Linked DNA regions of Capra hircus: region 1 is linked to region 2. Evidence: chromatin contacts called from public Hi-C data. All regions are on one chromosome and are shown on one strand. The core of a region is the stretch at or near the end of the contact, and the rest is flanking DNA. Distances in the headings are between cores, read along the strand shown. Region 1 has its middle 110 kb from the start of YPEL2. Region 2 holds the start of YPEL2 (protein yippee-like 2).

What was found. A called contact is a pair of places that touch in the nucleus more often than the background predicts.
Region 1: a Hi-C map of blood shows a contact between it and region 2, with 2.0 times the contacts expected there. The contact joins the enhancer-like site here to the promoter of YPEL2 in region 2. A contact is called at or near these places in 2 of 5 Hi-C or Micro-C datasets (both in blood).

Annotation. Positions count from the first base shown.
Region 1 is chr19:10,038,666-10,042,366 of ARS1.2, forward strand. No RefSeq gene overlaps it. Among named protein-coding and RNA genes, the nearest start is that of YPEL2, 110 kb to the left of the region's middle. Within about 2 kb of position 1,821, at least 2 of the 5 cell types and tissues checked have an H3K27ac peak or open chromatin away from gene starts, as enhancers often do.
Region 2 is chr19:9,931,737-9,935,055 of ARS1.2, forward strand. YPEL2 (protein yippee-like 2) reads left to right here and starts at 1,794. Exons shown (of 6, transcript XM_018064134.1): 1 at 1,794-1,957.

The sequences.
Region 1 (3,701 bases), core at 571-3,070, 110 kb after region 2:
CTCCTTGAGGTAGGGACTACTAGAGTAGAGGGAGGTGTTGGCGGTTTTGGTCTTTCTTCTAGAGTGCCCTAAAGCTGCATTTTTCACCCTTGAATACTCAGGGGAATCAAGAAGGGATCTTGCTAAAATGGAGATGCTAATTCAGCAGGAATGGATTAGACCCAATACTCTCTATTCTCAAACATTTTTCCAGGTGTTGCTTCTGGTTGGAAGACCACAGTTTGAGTGGCAAGGCCCTATAACACCCAGTAAGGTGTTTCAAAGTAAACAAGTTCAACTTTCTATTAGGTGTAGTTCTAGGAAAATTCCTGTACTGAGGCCTGACCCCTTCAAGCAAAAGTTACTTCCCAATAAGGCCTTATCCTTTGATCACTAGGCTGCTCTCTAAACCATTTAGGGCCTGAGGACATGCTTTTATTACTGTGCAATTTGGGTTTGTGTTTAAATTCTAGGAATATGGGTAGTTTTACTGAAGTAATTTGAGAGCATTGGCGAGCACTGGGTGTGCACGGCCCAGCCCTGCCATGCTAGGTCACTCTTTTTTTTTCACTTAAGCAAAATCCCTTTAAAAAAAGTATTTACTTACTTAGTTTGGCTGCACTAGGTCTTATTGCAGCACACCAGCTCTTCGGGCTGCTGGATGCAAACACTTAGTTGTGGCTTGCGGGATCTAGTTCCCTGACCAGGGATTGAACCTGGGGCCCCTTCCCTGGGAGTGTGGCAGCTTAGCCACTGGACCACCAGGGAAGTCCCTAGGCCACTTTTTTTTTTTTTTTAATGTGGATCATGTTTTAAAGTCTTTATTAGATTTGTTACAACATCGTTTCTGTTTAATGTTTTGTTTTTTGGCATGTGGGATCTTAGCTATCCCACCAGGAATTGAACCCGCCCCTGCACTAGAAGGTGAAATGTTAACCACTGTACTGGCAGGGAAGTCTCCCTAGGCCACTCTTGATAAGGGTCGCAGTTACACTGGCTGGTCCCACGGAAGGGAGCACATACCAGCCCGCCCAGAGTGCTGAGACCTGCAACTCCCCTCCTGGAATAGGGGCCCTCACTTTTCTCCCCGATGGCTTAGGTAAGCAGAAGCAGAAACAAAGCTCACTTGTGTTTACCTGTATCCAGTAAATCTCTGTTTCCTATATAAAGTCTTGCTCTTTTAGAGGCAAAATGCCCCTTTTCATTTCACCTTTGAAATGAGTAAAATCAGTCTTTATTTCTAAGTAGACCTCAATAAATGCTTTTTAACCAGAGGGACGGATCAGAAGGATAAGCTGACACCACTGGAAGTGCAAAGACAGCTAGGACAAGTCAAATCTCTCGAGACCTCGATTTGCTTGTCATAAAATCAAGATGTTGGTCTGGAAGATTCTTGCTGCTGCCACGTTGCTTCCGTGTCCAACTCTTTGTGACCCCGTGGACTGTGGACCACCAGGCTCCTCTGTCCATGGGATTCTCCAGGCACGAATCCTGGAGTGGGTTGCTGTGCCCTCCTCCAGGGGATCTTCCCGAACCAGGGATCAAACCCGAGTCTCTTATGTCTCCTCCATTGGCAGGCAGGTTCTTTACCACTAGCGCCACCTGGGAAGCCAGGAAGAATCTTACCATTCCTTAAAGTGTGTGATTCTAATCAACATATCGGGGGAAGGCACAGGAGACAAGAATTCCACACCTGGCTCCTTGAGGGCACAGCATGCCTGGGCGCCTCCTGGCTCTTAACCTCTGCCTGATCTCAGCGCAAAGGCTTGCCTTGGTATGGTGCTCAGTTGTCCCATCCTAGACAGCTGGGTGACTCACATCTGCCAGCCTGTTGTGGGAAGACTGGAAAAGATATGCCCTGTGCTGCCACCTAACGGTTCCTCTGCTATCAAGGTGATACTTCAGCACCATTTGTTTCAGTTCAGTTCAGTTCAGTTGCTCAGTCATGTCCCACTCTTTGCGACCCCTTGGACTGCAGCACGCCAGGCCTCCCTGTCCATCACCAACTCCCAGAGCCTACTCAAACTCATGTCCATTGAGTCGGTGATGCCATCCAACCATCTCATCCTCTGTCGTCCCCTTCTCCTCCTGCCTTCAAGCGTCAGGAAAGTAAACCATCTGTTTACTGTAGTCTTTAGGCCTCTACGTACAATGCCTACCATGTGGGAGACCCAGGTTCAAGCCCTGGGTCGGGAAGATCCCCTGGAGAAGGAAATGGCAACCCACTCCAGTGTTCTTGCCTGGAGAATTCCATGGATGGTGGAACCTCGTAGGCTACAGTCCATGGGGTCACAAAGAGTTGGACACGACTGAGCAACTTCACTTTCACGGTCACTTTAGGCCCTTACAATCCTTCATCTATGAGAATGTAACAAGAGAGAATAAAAATAGAGTCCTTCCAGAAGGATTATGACTGTTAGAACTGTAAGTGCTTTTTAAGCTTTGTAATTTCCTCCTTATTGTTATTTCTTGTCTGTTTCCCTGTAGTGATTAGCAGTAAAACTCTAAAAACAAAAAAGGGCCAAGGTGTTTGTTTTCCAGGGCAGACAGGAAGCAGGGAACTGGGGAGACTATACTCCCGGGTTTGAGGTAAACAGCTCCAGGAGATGGAGGGGGTGGATGGAGCCTAAGAGCTGAACGGAAAGCAGGTTGTCTTCAGGCTGGTTTGAAAAAGGAAAGGCGTGGGGGGGGGGGGGGGGAATGACGCTGCCTTCTGGTTGGAATGAAGGTAATGGTCTTAAGAGCATTGCTGTTCTTTCCTGTTTTGTCTTCAGATGTACCAGTCTGTTTTCAAGCCAGGAAAAGGAAGTAAATGTGTAGCTAGTGTTGTAATTCATGGAACTTTGTAGCAAATGATACTCCTCTGGAGTAAGGATCCTAGATGCAAATGTTGCAGAAGGGCCAGGTAGATAAAGTACCCGGATGGGAGCAGCCCGGGGTCAGGCTATAAGGAGCAGTGGGGATTGTGGTAATTGGAGGGCACTTACCCCATCCAAGAAGGGAACAGCTACTCAGCCACAAGTGGTTATGGCCCTGACCAAAATGTGTACCTGTATTGCCTGATCTTTCAAATTTTAAAGGGAAGCTGGAAATTTGAATTATTATGTGAAGTCCCCTTATTTTAAATGTTGGCAGCTAATCCTGCTTTGAAAACAAACAGCAGCATTGTGTGGGCCAAATAAAACATGTTGGTGAGACATATTTAGCCCGAAGACCAACTCTTTGAAAAGTTGGACCCAGAGAAATTTGCATTCTGGAATCTCAAAGCACTAACATGATCCTGGCAAGGCACGCGGTCTTTTGTCAACAATAGCAAACTACCATCAAACAAGCAAATACCAGATAAATTGGGGAAGTATAAAATGCTTTGTTTTTAGACTTTGTTCATCTGTTAATTTTTCAGATCCAGCTGGAAAGTCTTGAATGTATTCATTCAATAAATCAAGAAGCATTTGTTGAGCACTTAGTATGTGCTGAAGGTGAAGTCGCTCAGTCGTGTCCAAGTCTTTGTGACCCCATGGACTGTAGCCTACCAGGCTCCGCTGTACATGGGATTCTCCAGGCAAGAATACTGGAGTGTTGCCATTTCCTTCTCCAGGGGATCTTCCCGACCCAGGGATCGAACCCAGGTCTCCCGTGTTGGAGGCAGACGCTTTAACCTCTGAGCCACCAGGGAAGCCCTAATATGTGCTAAGTAATGATAAATAAAACTTTTTCTATTA
Region 2 (3,319 bases), core at 544-3,043:
CCTCACCATGCTCGTCTTCCTTAGCTAACATTATCTTTTATTTAAACAGTAGCCACCAATCTTGTTACATAACATACCAATATTCCAGGGTGTTAAACTCATGCAGGGCCTGCGGTTGGGGAGTGGTGATCTGGCAACAGGAACATTCACTAGGATATTGTTGAAACATTGTAACAAGTTTGACTTTCTGGACCTGCTTAGATTTTACTGCCTGGAGGGGACTATTTCAATCTATTTCAATCTTCTTTGTTTCAAACTGTGGCTACTAAGGTCTGGAAAGAGGAAGAAATTTGCCCAAGAGGCAGATTAGGGCAGAAATCAAGGTCTCAGTAATCTAAAGAATCTACCACTTCTTCAAAGATAGTGCTAAACCTTTCTTGAGTCTTTATCTGATAAGTATTTAAAAATTTTTTTGTTTTAAACTTTCCAATTTTATCAACTGTGAGCAATGACAAGCTGATCTTGTTTACACTGAAAATGCTTACACTGAGACTGATACATATGTGAGATGCTGATGTGTTTCAGGTACTTTTTTTGTAGTTTTTACTAACATTAGGACTGGATTCACATCCAACCATGCAACATATATTATCGGAATACAATCCAAACGAGAGATATATTAACCGAATCAAACGTATTTTAAAGACAGCTGGCTGGAGTTTCGGTGAAGTCTGAGCCACCTGGGGATCTGCCTTGGGTACCATTCTCCACTTTTGGGCAAACCAGCGTGCAAAGGGGTTGAAGACAGCAGCAGCTCTAGAAGTGTCTCACACTCTGACAGCAGCTCAATAAAACCCGAGGTTTCCTACTGCTCTCTGAGCAACTGCAGAATCCCAGAAGCCAAATGAAAAGGCTGAACTGCTCTCTGCCCCTGATCCCTGGCTGCATTCTTTCTCAAAGTGACCTGTTTTCTTACTGGGAGACTGCCCCACTCCGCCCACCTGGTGCCTCCCTAGATTTCCTGATAGCCCTGGGCTTATTTTTTAACCTTCTCTTCCGTGAAAAGCACCGCTCCACTGACCCAGACTGGGCGCACCTCCCCTATGGTCACTGACCCTCCTAGTGTCCCGGGTGAATTGTTTCTCTTCAAAAGCCTTAGAAAACCAGCAGCAATTGGGGGTGAGGTGTCTTCCAATGCCTGTAAATGCCTCTTATCCTGCGTTTAATACGCCGGGTTTAAGGAGAGCAGAGAGACAACGGGAAATGACTCGCTGCTGATTAGGGCCTGGCGGGGGCCCCCTCGGGCTGGTGTTATCTTTTTACATTCAACTGCCCTGGGTCCCGAGAGCCTCTCCAGGTAACTTAGACTGAGTTGGGGGCGGCTAAGGCGTGAGGAGTGAGTTACTGTCTTAGCTCCTCTAAGCAGAAGCAGCACTAGAAAGCGCCCCCCCCCCCACCCCACCCCGGGTTCTAGAAATCCCAGCCTTGACCTGGAGACAAACTCCAAACCCAAATAAACGGTCTCCGCCCGGGCGCCGAGAGCCTCCCCATCGTCATCACCCTTCCTCCCCGTTCCTCGGGCCAGCCGCCCCCCGCCTCGCCAGGCGCGGCGGGCTCAGCCTCCTCGGGGCCAGACCCCGGCGCCCGCCTTGCGCCCCGCACCCCGCGCCCAAGCCCGGCGGGGCCCGAAGGGGTGGTGGGGGGTGGGGGGCGGAGGTCGGGGAAGCAGGAGGCGGAGTTCCGTCCTTCGCTGATTGGCTCGCGGCGGATGGGCTGCGGCCGGGCGCAGCCAACCCGCGGCGTGTTGCTATGTGCTGCGCCGAGGGGATAGGCGCGGGAGCGCGTCCGTCACTCGGCAGCCCCCGGCCCGGCCCGGAGGGATGCGGAGCGGCGGCGGCGGCGGCTGTGGCTTTAAGAGCGCGCCCGGGGCCCGGGATCCGGCCGGGCGGTCCTTCGCTGCTGCGCATCCCCGCGGAGCCGACCGCGGCGCGGGCCGGACGGGGCTGCTGGCTGCCGGGTGAGTGAGACGCGAGCGCGGCGCGCGTGGGCGTGGGGCGTGCTGTCAGCGCGGGGCGCCCGGTCGGAGCGCGGGGCGCCCGTCCCCGTCCCCCTCCATCCCGCCCCGGGGCCCCGGCGGCCCGGCTCCCTTGGAGCGAGCGCGGCACCCTCCGCCTGGCGCGGCCGAGGTGGGGTCCGGCGCGGGGGTCGCCCCGGGGCGAGGTGGGGGGGCCGCGGGCACAGGGGGCGGGGAGCCAGCCGCCGGGGCCACGTGACCGGTTTGTTTACAAACACTGCCGGGGCCCCGGCTGCGGCCCGCGGCTGGCGCCGAGGGGGCGCAGGTCCCCGGGCCGGGGCCGGGGACCCGGGCGACGAGACGGGCAGGTCTGGAGCGAGCGGGGCCGGGGCGGGGGGTGTGAACCTGGAGACCCGATGGCCGCGCCTTTCTCAGCTTACTTCCCGCGGATTGGGACGAAGTGGGCGGGGGGCCAGGGTGGGAGTTTCAGGCGTTTTCTGTCCCCGATGTCGCTGGGTCTCCGCTGGAGACACTGGGTCCGGGGGCGCCGCCCTCGGTGTGCCCCCCCGCCTCCCTCCTTTTGGGAGACTAGCCGCCCTCGAGACTCCGAGGAGCGCTTGGCCGGCCGCGGGCAGAGGTAACCGCAGCCGAGTTCCTGCCTGGCCGCTTCCCGGCGCCTCCCCAGCGCCCTTGCCAAAGAGGTGGGCGCGAGTTCACTCCTGCCCGACGGAATCAGGGGCCTCTCCAGCGCGTATCTCTCGAGAAGTGGGTCTGGCGGGGCACCCCGGACCTCTCACTGCTTCAGGTGCACCCTCCCTGGCCGCTGACCTCCTCTGGGCAGCTTCACCCCAAGTGGCGACTTTTCTCTTGTTGGCGAGGATGGTGGGGAGGGGAACCACCTGTTCTTCTGGACCGGGCCCAGGAGCCTGCCACCTCTGACTTCACTCTCGGCTTACAGGAGCTTACAAAGCCAAGGGAGTGAGCGCCCTCCGTTTTTCTGTGTGATGGAGCTGACCCACCCGCAGTCCCGCGGCTTTGCCTGGCCCGGGGAAACCGCCCCTGGGCTTCGCTGGGTTTTTTGTTTTTGAGCTCCGGCCTCCTTGTCAGTTGCTCTCCTCGAGTGTTGAGGCTGTTTTCAGTAAGTCGTTGCTTCTGGTGAGTTTAAAAGCCGAAAATACAGCTAGCTACTTTTTTTGGCCACATCCTGCTGGCAGGCGGGATCTTAGTTCCCCTACCAGGGATGGAACCCACACCCCCTGCGATGGCAGCTGGAGCCTTAACCCCTGGACCGCCAGAGAAGTCCCAGCCATTCCTTCTCCCCCTGGCTCTTTCTCCCATGTTCCTCTCTTCTGGTCCAGCAAGATG